Linked DNA regions of Rattus norvegicus: region 1 is linked to region 2. A link is a contact called in public Hi-C data. All regions are on one chromosome and are shown on one strand. The core of a region is the stretch at or near the end of the contact, and the rest is flanking DNA. Distances in the headings are between cores, read along the strand shown.

The links. Hi-C and Micro-C count contacts between places; a contact is called where the count stands out from the background.
Region 1: a Hi-C map of kidney shows a contact between it and region 2, with 2.5 times the contacts expected there. The contact joins the enhancer-like site here to the promoter of Asap2 in region 2. A contact is called at or near these places in 2 of 12 Hi-C or Micro-C datasets (kidney and liver).

What each region holds. Positions count from the first base shown.
Region 1 is chr6:46,464,036-46,471,192 of GRCr8, reverse strand. The region is part of intron 3 of Asap2 (ArfGAP with SH3 domain, ankyrin repeat and PH domain 2); the gene reads right to left. Among named protein-coding and RNA genes, the nearest start is that of Asap2, 81 kb to the right of the region's middle. Within about 2 kb of position 2,057, at least 24 of the 93 cell types and tissues checked have an H3K27ac peak or open chromatin away from gene starts, as enhancers often do. A contact at or near this core is called in kidney, where this site is marked.
Region 2 is chr6:46,382,986-46,389,429 of GRCr8, reverse strand. Asap2 (ArfGAP with SH3 domain, ankyrin repeat and PH domain 2) reads right to left here and starts at 2,825. Exons shown (of 27, transcript NM_001108704.2): 1 at 2,404-2,825. The coding sequence starts at 2,529.

The DNA of each region.
Region 1 (7,157 bases), core at 808-3,307, 83 kb before region 2:
GCGTCATTTCCTTGGGACTCATTCATGCCGATCTATCTGCCCATAGTCCCTTCCTCCTTAATGCTAAGGTCTAACCCAGGGCACAGACACAATTCGTTCGTCCTGCTGTTGACAGACTGTCAAGCTGCTCCCCGTACAGGTGTGACTATCAGAACAACACACAACGATGCTGTGATCATGTTTGGGGCAGGGACTCTTCCAGGATGCCCTTCTTACGAGGTGATAGTTGAGCCAAGTTTGAAGTATGCAAGACGGAAAACCATGAGAGTCTGGTAGAGGAACACTCTTGGCAGAGGGAGTGGCTAACACAAAGGCCCTGGCAGAAGTACACCCGAGGGCTCAAAGGAGAGTTCTCTGTGTTCCTTCTCAACGCTGCCTGTCTGAAAGAATGGGCATCCAAGCAGAAAATTTTGGAGAAGAAATGGCTGGAATATATCAAAAAGCGGCACAGGTCAGGCATTTCATCTCACTTAACCGTCACAACCATCCTGAGAGGTACGGTACGCCTTATTCTCTCCATTGACAAGGTTTGGGAACAGGGGGTGGGTGGGGGTGGGGGTGGGGGGTGGGGGTGGGGGTGGGGATGGGGGTGGGAGTGGGGGTGGGGGGTGGGGGTGGGAGGGTTTAGGGCATTCACCTTGTCTCCCAGATCACACAACTAGGAATGGATAGGGCCAGGCCAAGAACTGTGAAGCCAGAGGGTTGTTTTTTGTTTTGTTTTGCTTTGTTTTTGTTTTTGTTTTTTAAATAGGTTCACAGTGAGAACAGTTCAAAGCATCTCTGTCCTTCCAATTAAGCTACTCCCATCTGATGTGGAAGGAGCCATCCCCACCAGGCTTCCTTATGATCCATACCCTTGCATGCAAGACGGCCATCATATATGCATCCCATATATGCACACACCTGAACCTTCCTAAGCAAAACTGTCTGGCCCACTTCTGTTCTTGGTAAAGAACACTGTCCCTGGATACTGACGCCTTAGTCTTTCTAACACACACGCACACACACACACACACACACTCACACACACACACACACTCATACACACAGTCACATATACACACACTCACACAAACTCACATATACACACACTCACACTCACACACACAAACACACACTCACATACACATACACTCATATATACACACACTCACACACACACTCATATATACACACACTCACACACACACTCATATATATACACATTCACACACATACACACACAAACATACACTCATACACACACACACTCATATATACACACACACAAACACACTCATATATACACAGACTCACACACATACACACACAAACACACACACACACTCACATACACATACACACACACACACACACACACACACACACACACACACAGGGTTGGGGGTGCTCCAGGGGAGCCTAGTGGGCAGATGCCCTTTATCCTGTCTCTCTGGCATAAGAGTCATCTTGATAAGTTTATTTAATTAAAAAGAGTAGAGGAAGCCCATGCTGAGTATTTAACATAAACTTAAAAACCTAAACAAAGCCAGCTACCAAAAATGCACTGGCAGCTTTCACACAGGAATAAGAGAGGGACCGCTGGTGAGGCTGCTAGGACTCCGGGGACTGCTAGTAGCCTGCAAGTCACACAGTAGGTGCTGATGATAAAAGACAGGCACTGTGGAGCCCACTGGCCCATACAGCACCAGCTGTATACAGCAAGTACCCAGCCTGCTCCTGGGATTTGTCTCAGTTCTCCTCCCTTCCCAGGGAGCCTAGGTAGCCTATCCCTCCTTCTCAGACTTTGCCATGGTGGTGCACACCTTGAATCCCAGTATTTATGGGGCAAAGGTAGGTACTGCGGGATACCTCTATGAGAGGGAGCCTCTCTTCTAGGTGAGGTGGGGCAGGGGCTGCCAGGCCCAGCATGTACTAAAACTACCTGCTGCTGCTCAGCCAAGCAGAGCCCGTTAGCTGGCTTCACTTGAAGCTATGTCATCTTCTAACTCTAGGCAGATGCTCAGAGCAGTGGTGATAAAGGGAGGAGATGTTTGGTGGAACTCCCGGTTCCTCTTTTGGTATGAAGAAATGGAAATTCCTCAGCTCAGGGCCACAGTGGCTCTCACACTGTAATTCCACCCTTGGCCCCGCCTTCCTGGCTGCTGTTCTGCTGGACTCTGGTCTTTACTTGATTGAGTAGGTTCTGTGACTACAAAGGCTTGTCTACTTCCAATTCTCTGCAATCAGAGATGAGAGCGTTTATCTGCAGCTGACCTTGTGGAAGTCAGTCCTGGTTTGAAGCTTGTCATTTAAAAGTCCCTTCTCGTCACAGAAGTGGTCCTCGGAGAAATCTCTCCAGGATGAATCTAAGAACCCAGGCTGTCTTTATGACCTGTTTAATGTCGTGATGTTAGATTTCTGAAGATGCCTGGTTTCTCCCTTTACTCTGCTTGGCTGCTTGGGCTTTTTTTTTTTTTTTTTTTTTTTTGGTTCTTTTTTTCGGAGCTGGGGACTGAACTCAGGGCCTTGCGCTTCCTAGGCAAGCGCTCTACCACTGAGCTAAATCCCCAACCCCAGCTGCTCGGGCTTTTTAAGGGTGAGAGTGTCAGTCGTTCAGAAGAAAATCTCATTTCGGGCTGGGGATTTAGCTCAGTGGTAGAGCGCTTACCTAGGAAGCGCAAGGCCCTGGGTTCGGTCCCCAGCTCCGAAAAAAAGAACCAAAAAAAAAAAAAATCTCATTTCATACTGAGTCAGTCTTCCCTGGAGCTGTTCCAACTGCTTCAGAAGCATCCTTCCGGGCCTCCAAACAGTCAGGTAGTAATTATTACTCTTTCTGGAAAGAGGCGGAGCTGAGAAGCTCACCTACACTGAACTGCTTCTTAAATGGTCTGTGGGAGATCAAAGAAAAGACCCTGAAAACCTGAGATGGGACAGGTGTGATAAAAAAACAAGACTTTGAAAATACCCCCAATCCTCCCCCCCACAAAAAAGGTGAGCTCTCCCACTCAGTTCCTAGGCTGTGGCTCAGCACCCCTAGGGTTGACAGCATCCACACCATGCCTGGTGAATACTGATTTAGGCTCAAAGAAGATTTGTCTCTGCCTTTATCTTCGCAGGAGAGTAAGACCAACAGTCCACACTCCACGATGTGGAAGTTCTGAAACTTAGAGCGAGCCACGTGAGTCTTCCAAGTTACCAGGGCCAGGGTGCGCAAGTTCACAGGTCACGACAACTCCAACCGACCACCTACGCGCCGTGCGGCACTTTGCAAGTCCCCTCATGTGTGCAATTCACCTCCATGCTGGCCATGCAAAGCAGGCTGTTGTCCGAGCAGAAAAACCAGCCTTCACGGTCTCTGACGGCTTTACCCGCCATTACTTCCTCCTAGGTTCCATCCTCTGTCCCTCCAAATGCTACCAAGCAGCTTCCTTGGGTGTCAGCAGTAGAAAGCCCCATGAGTTTGGATTCCTTCTGAATCCTAACTCAGTCCCTCGTCTGCTATGGCCCCAGACATCACTTAGCTCACGCGTCCCACGTTCAGGACCTGGGTAGGACAGACTCTCCTGCGCTGCAGCCACCAGAAGCAAAGGAAACAGAGGGTCTCTCATGCCCACACTTGCCACACTGTGGATGCTAACCATGTGCCACCCTCTGGGACGTCCACTCCACACAGAGTCTGACAGCAACTGGACTCAGTGATTTTTTTTTCCCCCAAACACTGCAATGGCAAAGCTGCAGTATTTATTGGTGAGCAATGTTCCAGACACAACATCCTGGTCCTGCCCTGCTCTGGTTCCCTCCTTGCTCTTACAGAAAATAAAAGGCAGGGAGAAGAAATGCTTTCACTTGACTGAGCAACTGCCTGTGCGAGGAACTGCAGACCCTGAGGTGCGGCACGCCGCAGGTGCCCTTTCTTTTCTTTCTTTTTTTTTTTTTTTAAGATTTATTTATTTTCTGTATGTGAGTACACCATCACTCTCTTCAGATACCAGAAGAGAGGGTCAGATCCTATTACAGATGGTTGTGAGCCACCATGTGGTTGCTGGGATTTGAACTCAGGACCTCTGGAAGAGCAGTCAGTGCTCTTAACCGCTGAGCCGTCTCTCCAGCCCCACAGGTATGCCCTTTCTTTATTAGCAGAACACGCTCCAGAACGGCCGAGCACTCTGACCCTCCACAGAGAGATTTCAGTTCTGTATACTATCAGGGCCTACGTTATCAGATCTAGACATCCGGTGTGAACCTGACTCCACTCACAGGGCTGGTATAAGGATTGGATGAGTTGAAGAGTGGGAAAGTATCTGGCTGGTTTTAGTGTACACAAAATCTAGCTGAGAAAGTCCAGAGGGAGAGAGGGAGAGAGGGAGAGAGAGAGAGAGAGAGAGAGAGAGAGAGAGAGAGAGAGAGAGAGAGAGCGCGCCTCCCCACCTGCCTCCAGCATCCCCACCTGAGCCTAGCAGGCTGCTCTTGTCCTCCTCAGATTGCCTTCACTGCCCACTTACCCACCCTAACTCCAAGTCCTCCTCTCCTGCTTCCCTCTTCGTTTGCCAAATCACTTCCTGCAGGAGCTTGGAGAAGTGATACCTGGGAGCCTGAGAGTGTGAGAGCATCTTTAACCCCATGCTCAAGCTCAAGCTCATCTGGGCAGAGCCATGTTTTCCTCAGGATTTAAAGGTACTGCTCCATCTTCAGTTTTCAGTGGTGCTGCTGCATCCACGGCTCGCTGGGAGAGTCATCCTCTCTATGTTTTCTCATTGGCAGTTTTCCTTTATTTAGTTCTTCGTCTGCTTTTTGGGAGAATTTTTTCCTACTCAATCTTATCAATCTTATCAGGTGTGTGTGTGTGTGTGTGTGTGTGTGTGTGTGTGTGTGTGTGTGTGTGTGTGAGAGAGATACATTGGTCCATAGACACCTTTTGTATAAACTGGGGTTTCTTATGGGTCTGGCACCTGGCCAGAGGCCAGACTAGCTGCTTTGCTGGCCTCCAGGGACTCCTCTGGCTTTGTGTCCCACGTTGTCACCAATGGAATTTCGAGTGCTTCATGGATCCTGGCAATGTGAACTCACATCCTCGTGCTTAGGAGGCGAAAGTCCTGCCAATTAAGCCATCTCCTCAGCCCCAAGAATTTTTTATGTTTTGTTTTGTTTTTGTTTCCTTGAGACAGGGTTTCTCTGTGGAGCCCTGACTGTCCTCAGACTCAAGAGACCCACCTGCTCCGGCCCTGAGTGCTGGGATTAAAGGCGTGCACCACCACTGACCAGCGCAGAGGCCCCCGGGTTTTTAATTTTATACTTTCATACACTAATGGTCTCCCACTTCCCCAACTCCTCCAATAACCAGAAGCTCCTGCCTTCCCCATACAGAGCAGGTCTCCTCAGGCTTCTCTGGGGTTACACTAAACACACAGCTGCCATCACGCTCCCCTCTGCTCTCCGGATCGGATCTCGATCTCTCTCTCTCTCTCTCTCTCTCTCTCTCTCTCTCTCTCTCTCTCTTGTTTTTTTTTTTTTTCTTTTTTCTTTTTTTCTTTTTTTTCCGGAGCTGGGGACTGAACCCAGGGCCTTGCGCTTGCTAGGCAAGCACTCTACCGCTGAGCTAAATCCCCAACCCCCGGATCACTCTCTTTGCTGTTGCTCTTTTCCAGCCTACTCTGGTCTCTCGTTCTCGAGGACGCTTTTTGGTACTCACGAATGGAATGTTGAGAAGCTGACTGACCACTCTGCACTGAGACTCGGAGTTCAGGAACACAGTGACTTTTCCCTAGGGAACCCTACCACATCGACATCTAGAGAGAGCTTTACCCTGGGTCATGCAAAGACCCTTTCCCTCCTTTTTGAACCACCCACTATGCATGAATGTCTGCTCCAATCATGGAGAAGTAGACTCCAAGAAGCAGCATGTGGCCTGCCAGTGTTTGGGACAGGGACAAAGAGTAACTGGATTTTTATCAGAATGCCAAGGGGTTTCAAATTGATTCAAGTTAAAACAAACCAGCAAACAAGCAAGCAAGCAAATAAATAAACAAAAACTAAGGACTTTGTCAGCTTTTTGTTTGTAAGGAAGGATCTTTCAAGAGAGAAGAATAGCCTTGAACGATCCTGCTCTCTGCCCTTCCTGTAATAAACTAATATGGGACATTCCCTGATCCCCACCCACTGACACAGCCCCACAGACCAACCACCACCACCTCCGAGATGAGCGCTTTCTTCACTTGTCATGAGCTGAGAGGAGAAATGGAAACACTTTGCCGCTGCCTGTGACCTCTACAAAGAGCATGACTGAGTCCTGACCTGGCCTTCTGCAGCCTTTAGGAGAAGCTGGGGGAGAAAAACAGGAAGGAAGTGCTGGGGAGATCTCCAGGGCCCATTCCACTTGGGGAAACAACCACCCACCAGGGCAGCATCACAAACAGCCCTCTCCCCTGCCTCTTCAAAATCCGATTCCCACAGCAGGGAAAGACAAGGCAAGAAATGTCTGATCTACATAACCCCACCCCACACCACCCCATCCCCACCCCTACTGCACCCCACCCCCTGGACTATCATTGCACTCAGTTTCTACCCACTCACAAAGCTTTCCTTACCATCCTGAAGACCTTTAAATATCCATGGTGACATCTGTGTGTAGGTTTTGTTTTTTTTTTTTGAGGTTAACTTGCTTCATAAGTCTGAATTATATTCATTAGGTATTATCAATCTGGATGCCTTCTATCATGTGGTGGTTTGAGTGAGAACGGCCCCCAGACTCATATTTGAATGCTTGGTCCAGTTGGTGGGACTGTTTGGCAAGGATTTGGAGGTGGGTCCTTGTTGGAAGAGGTGTGTCACTGGGATTAGGCCTTCACATTTCAAAAGCATATACCATTCCCAATTAGCGCTCTCTCTCTCTCTCTCTCTCTCTCTCTCTCTCTCTCTCTCTCTCTCTCTCTCTCTCTCTCTCTCCTATTGCTCCAGCACCACCATGCCTGACTGCCTATTGTCCTGTTTCTCACCATGATGGTCATGAGCTGTAAGCCAGTCTGGGATGAACTCTTTCTTCTATGAGTTGCTTTGATTCTTCACAGCAACAGAAAAATGCTAAACGTCACCACTGCAACCCCAGTCTACAGTTTTAAAACTACTAGAAACTAAAGTCAGGGGCCCATAAGAAGATGAATGAATTCACCCATTCTATC
Region 2 (6,444 bases), core at 1,576-4,075:
CCATGGCCAGACATATCCTCCATTGGAAGCAAACAGGTCTGCCCAAGCTAATCAGATATGTTCACTAATTCCATAACTCATTTAAGTAGAAGGCCAGCGACTTATATTTTTTAGTCGTATTTCTATGAAATGTGAAACTTTTTGTGGGTCACAAAAACCACTCTGATGTCTCATCCCACCATAAAAAAGATGTCTGCTGAAAATCCAAGTATTATGAATATAGTGTGTTATTACAGTAGACAGAGAACAACTTTTCGTACTGGAAGAGAACATTAAATAATCTAAGAGGAGAAAGAAAGCATTATTTTAAGTAATCCACGCTGAGTCCTTTCAACTTTCAAATTAGTTCCAACTCTAAGTTCAGACACGCCATTATCCTACAGTGGAAGCTGGGTTTACTTAAAAATGAGATAAGCCTACAATGATTTCAATTTTCCCCTGTTTCCAACTCAAATCCATTTTCTGCTTAGGAGACCAAGTGGAGCAAGCCTGCAATTTAACAAAATGACCAAATCCAGTCTCTCTTTAATCTACTCAGTAACTGAGCTCTTGGGTAATCTCCCGCACTGCATGCAAAAGCAGCTTTGGGTTCATCCACTAGAAACTAAAATTAATCAGAGAGAGGCTATGCCAACTTTAATTGCAGCTCCTATTTGTCTGGCTGGCCAACATCTACCAGTATTAATGATACTTAACGGATCCGATACCGTGAGAGAAGCATGGTAACTTCATAAACAAGAGTTTTCTTTTGAGGACATCGCACACAGCGCGCGCCCTTCCCACAGAAGGACTCCTACCTTTTTGAATGCCGTCATTCTTAGAAGCATTAATGATGTATTTTCAGAACACTGTTGACTATTTTCCCAGTGCTTTTCAACTTGGCACTCGTGGGGGGAGGGGCTCCACATGCCTCATCTCCAACCTGCCTTGTCTAAAGGCATCGTTGACATCTAAAGACCATGCTAACAAAAGCAGACTAAGGCAATCTGCACTCACTGAACTCACCACAAAAGACTTCCAAGCAGATCTTTTGGAAGAGGGGTGAGAGAAAAGAAAGGGTGGGGGCCAAAGGGGGACAGCGGATATTAGCTATACTTCCAGTAGCAGGATGCTGATCCCAGTATTTTTCCTTGAGTCTAGTCTGAACTGTGTGTGTCTACAAAGAAACATATTCTACACGAAAGAAAAAATAGTCCAGGCTTTTTTTTTTTCCCCAAACGAAGCTTAATAGCGAATGCTTTGTTCAAGCAAGGGGAAACGATGTAATGACATAGCTTAATTTAAAAGCTCTCTGAAGACCAACCCCTCCCCCTCCCCCAACCTCTGGCACAGGTATTTTAAAATATCTACATCTTACCCTGATCTTAAAATTCTGGCCAAAGGAAATCTACTCATCAGTTCACTACTGCTACACGTGTGTGTCTCGGACTCCAGCTACCGATTGTGAGTCCAGCTGGATACACAAAGCCTAAGGAGCTGAAAACATGCAACTGTAAATTCTGTTTGGGAGGTAAAGAAAATGATGGAAGTGAGGCTGTCCCAAGCCACGATCAGCCGTGGTCCCTGGACTCACACAGCCTCTTCCAAGCCTGCTTCAATTTTCAAACCAAGCTGTTTCATTCTTGCCATCCCTCTTCCCCGGGATCTGGAGAGCTCGCTGCTTAGCCACTCAATACGATGACTATGCACCTTCAAAACCCTTACTAAAATCAGGCCTTTTTCAGGTTAAGGGCAAAAGAGCTGACCATACTGTCAACAGGCACCACACAGGTAGCTCAGGAGCGGCCAACAAGGGCGTTTTGAACCTCAAAGCGCTGGTTCTCCACATCCCTCCGCAGCGCTGCTCTGCGGCACGCAGTGGGAACTGCCAGGCCTCCCAAGCTGGGATGGGCACCCTTGCCTAAGAAGCTTGGGGGTCCCCTGGATCTGCTCTGCTTGTTGGCTCAGAACGCACAGCTGCCCCCGCCGGGCCACTTCTGGAACAAGTTGGAGAGGTCCGCGCAGGGGGACCCATCACTCCAGGGCCGCAGAGCTCGCAGGGGTCCCGGCTCGCAGCCGCCACGGACTCCGCAGCCGAAGTTGACCTCTCCAAGGATGGGAGCAAAGGACCTGAAACCCTGCGAGTGAAATGGGAGCAGACAGGAGGGTTCGCCAAAAAGGCCCAAGGTGGCCAACCAGCCTCTCCCCAGAGCCACCTCTCAGGGAACAAAGGGCTTCTGTGTCGGGCACTGCTGGCCCGGCCGCGTCCAGCTCTGGGGGACCAGAAACTTTTCCCGGGTATGGGCGCAGGCGGCGGGCACTAGGCATCCGGCACCAGGCGCCGAAGCCTAGCGGGTCCCCAGGGCGCAGCGCGATCCCCACGGCCCTAGCCTCCCGCCCCGCGCAGCCGAGGCTACCACTCACCTCCTCGATGGCCGCCACGGTGTTCCGGCACTGGGCCGTGCGCGTGGTGAAGCTAGAGGCCGTGGGCGCCTTGTAGTCCTCATGGGTCTCGGCCACGAATTCCGACACGGAGATCTGGTCCGGCATCGCCGCGGCGCCGGGGCGCGGACCGCCGCCGCCTCAGTCGCCCAGGGCGCGGGCTCCGACCCCGCCGCCGCCGCCGCTCCGGGCCGCGGACAAAGGGGAGCGCGGGGCGCGGGAGCCGCCGCAGGACGCGGGAGCCACCGCGGGACGCCCGGTGGGAGCAGGGGCGCGCGCAGCCCGCAGCTCTGCCCGCTGTGCTTCAGGAGCCGCCGCCGCCGCGTCCTCTCCGAGCGAGCCCAGACGCGGGCGCGCACAGCCGGCGGGAACTGCCCGCCACCCAGCCGCTGGCCCCAACGCCTCCCGCGGAGAGGGGCGGGTCCCGGCCGGGGAGGGGGCGGTGGCCGGCGGGGCGGGGCGGGGCGCAGGCCGGGCCGCCAATCGGCGCGCTCGCCGCCACCGCGCCGCCGGGAAGCGGAGGCCGCAGGAAGGAGGGCGGTGTGCGCTCCGGGCCGGTCAGCCGCTGCGGGCCGCCGCATTGTGTCTGCCTTCGGGGCGTGCAATGGTTCGAGGGCGCGCCCTATCCTGAGCTGCGGTGCCCGTCCCCCACCCCGCACCCTCCTTGAGCCCTAGCCACATTACCCAGAGGGCGTGGACAGGTACCGGGGACACCGGCTTCCGGGCTGGACGGGAGCCCACTCTTTTGCTCCCCAGTTCCACCCCTGGGCTAACAACCCCCTGAATTCCCCACCAGCATATCAGGGAAGGGCTAGTGTAGACAGTGTGGGTAGCTCGCCCCCTACAGGACGGTGAAATCCTCCAGGGCACCCTAGCGGGACTGGTCGCAGGGACAGGTTGGGATGCAATAATAATGTTCTTTCTGTCTGTGCGCCTCCTCACAGCCTTAAGAAGCCAGGGGTAAAGATGGGTATTTTGCATGGGAAGTTGACCATAGATCACCTGGTATAGGTGGAACGGGAGTTCAAACCCATGGCCTTCGACTTGGAAGAATACTTCCAGGCCCTAGTAAACATCATATTCCTTAAGCTTGTAGAATTAGGGATACTCCCAGTTACGTGTAAACAATTTTAGGGTGCTAGGCCAAGCTTCACCCTGAGAAGATTGCAGAACACACTGATATTGCTATCAGAAGTGGGGGGTACCCAAAAGAACCAGAGGTAGAGCATGAGATAAAGGGTGTTATTGTACCTGATGGTTCTCAGAGAGAGAGAGAGTACTCCAACCCGCAGCTGGCCGATCACGAACAAGACTGGGTCAATAAATCATCTGAATTAGTACATTTTCCTCTATATCGCCTATGGAAATTCTCAGCTGTATTTTAAAATCCAGAGGTTCTCAAGACACTAGTCAAAAATCACACCCTATAACTCCCCGAGGCTTGAGGCATGGTTACTGCAGCTGCCAACAATACAGCCTAGAGAAACTTTACAAAACCCTTTTGTGTGTCAGAAAAGGAGGGAGTGTGAGAGCCATTGTAAACCCAACATGGGAGATAAAAGTGGTCTCCTGCTGCCATAGGACAGTAGACCAGTCAATCTTTTTAAAGGCTCCCATGGACAAATTTGCTGTATGAGGTGGCAGCTGGGGTCAGACATTATGTATGGCTTCTGGTATTTTACTAGCACTGTGCGTGAATAAGTTCAGTCTTCAAAAATAGCCGTGCCGGTGGGTAGCTTTTATTCCTGCGCTGGGCAATAAACTGCAATCCCAGAGCTCAGCATCTCACTGCCACCTTCTACCCGTGTGAACCTCCATTCATTCCGTGTCTTGGGAACACACCTGTCTTGGCGTGTATACCTCCAGAGTACTGTGCTGTAGTACACACTCCCTCTCTTCCCACCCGTAAGTCCTTGGTACTGAGGACTGAATCCAAGGCCTAGAACAAGTGATCCACCAATAAGCTACCTCCCCACCCTTCATTTACACATTTTTAATGCATCAAGAGAAGAAGATGCTGATATTACCATTAGAGGCCTGGACACCATTATGTTTATTTTAAAAAATACCTGAAAATATCTATTTTTAAAAATAATTCTTGCTGGGCATGGTGTCACACACCTTTAACCCCAGCACTCAGGAGTCAGAGGCAGGTGAATCTTTGTGAGTTCAAGGATAGCCAGGTCTACACAGTGAGTTCCAGGAAAGCCAGGGCTCTACACAGAGAAACCTTGTCTCAAAAAATATATATAATAATTCTTAATGAAAAAAAAATTGTCGGGGCTGGGGATTTAGCTCAGTGGTAGAGCGCTTACCTAGGAAGTGCAAGGCCCTGGGTTCGGTCCCCAGCTCCGAAAAAAAAAAGAACCAAAAAAAAAAAAATTGTCCTGAAACTGAATTGAGGCAATATATAATCTTGTTTATCTCATATCATACAAACAGTTACATTTTACTGTAAAATATAAATGTTCTAGATCCCATTAGGGATTGGTTCAAAATGTATACCATGTAAAACTATGTTAAATATTAAAATCTGAGGGGCTGGGGATTTAGCTCAGTGGTAGAGCGCTTACCTAGGAAGCGCAAGGCCCTGGGTTCGGTCCCCAGCTCCGAAAAAAAAAGAACCAAAAAAAAAATATTAAAATCTGAGATATTATGACTCCATATGTATTTGAGCCTATATTTTTTATATAAAAGACTACAGTTCTTTTTTTTTTTTTTTTTTTACCTTGGGTGTATTGGTCTGTTTTTGTTGCTATAACATACCTGAGGTTGGAGAGTTTGTGAAGAAGAAGAGGTTGGCTGGATGTCACCTAGTGGTAGATTACTAGTACTTGTCTGGAGTATATAGAACCTGTGGGTTCATCTCTCACATTGGAAGAAAACAAGAACAGCAAGGGGAAGGAAGAGGGGAGGAATTTAGCTAGTGGCTTTGGAGGCTGCCCTGGTTAGTTTTATCAACGTGACACAAACCTAGATATAACTGGAAGGGGAATCTCAATTAAGGAATTATTTCCATCAGATTGGGATGCATACATGTCTGTATGACATTTGTGACTATTAATTGATGTAGGTGGGCCCAGTCCACTATGGGTGGCACCATCCCTAGGCAGGTGAGCTTGGGCTATGTAAGAAGGGCTGAGCAAGCCAAGGAAGAGGCAAGCCAGTAAGTATCATTCCTCCATGGCCTCTCCTTCAGCTCCTGCCTCCAGTTCTTGCCTTGGCTTTTCTGAATGATGGTTTATAACCTATAGCCCAGATAAATCCTTTCCTTCCTCAAGTTCTTTTTAATCAGTGTTTTATCACAGCAACAGAAAACAAACTAGGACAGAGGTGCATAGTCTAGGATCAAGCAGCCCCTTCCATGTGGCTTCATGGTAGGTGGTAGCATAATGTTGAAATTATTTATGTGTGAGATTGATCACAGGCTGGAAGCCAGAGAGACAGACATCAAACTCTCTATTTTAGAACTCTCTTTAATGAAAACTAATGAAGATCCCAACAAAACTACCTTTATTGCTTCCAAGAATAGCACCCTCAGTGGCCTAACTCCTCCTAGACCCCACCTCAGCCCCACCACGACACTAAGGCCAAGGCTCCAACACGTGAACCATTAGGGTCAAACCACATCAGAACAGTAGCAGAGAGAGAAAGGGTTTGTTATCACAGAAGTTTGGATAAGCGAGAACTATGTGTAAATTCATTATGAGTTCGTTTCAGATCAATTTTACCACTGTGAGTTATTTTTAAAAACTGGATCCTGGGGTTGGGGATTTAGCTCAGTGGTAGAGCGCTTGCCTAGGAAGTGCAAGGCCCTGGGTTCGGTCCCCAGCTCTGAAAAAAAGAACCAAAACAAAAACAAACAAACAAAAAAAAAATGGATCCTAGCTAGGTGTGGTGGCCATACCTTTTTTTTTTTTTAGAGAATACTTTATTAGTTTTTGTAATCAAACCCACGTATATAAGACCTTACATATTTCATACAGTGTGTTACCCCTGTACAAATGGAAAAACTTAAGTTCA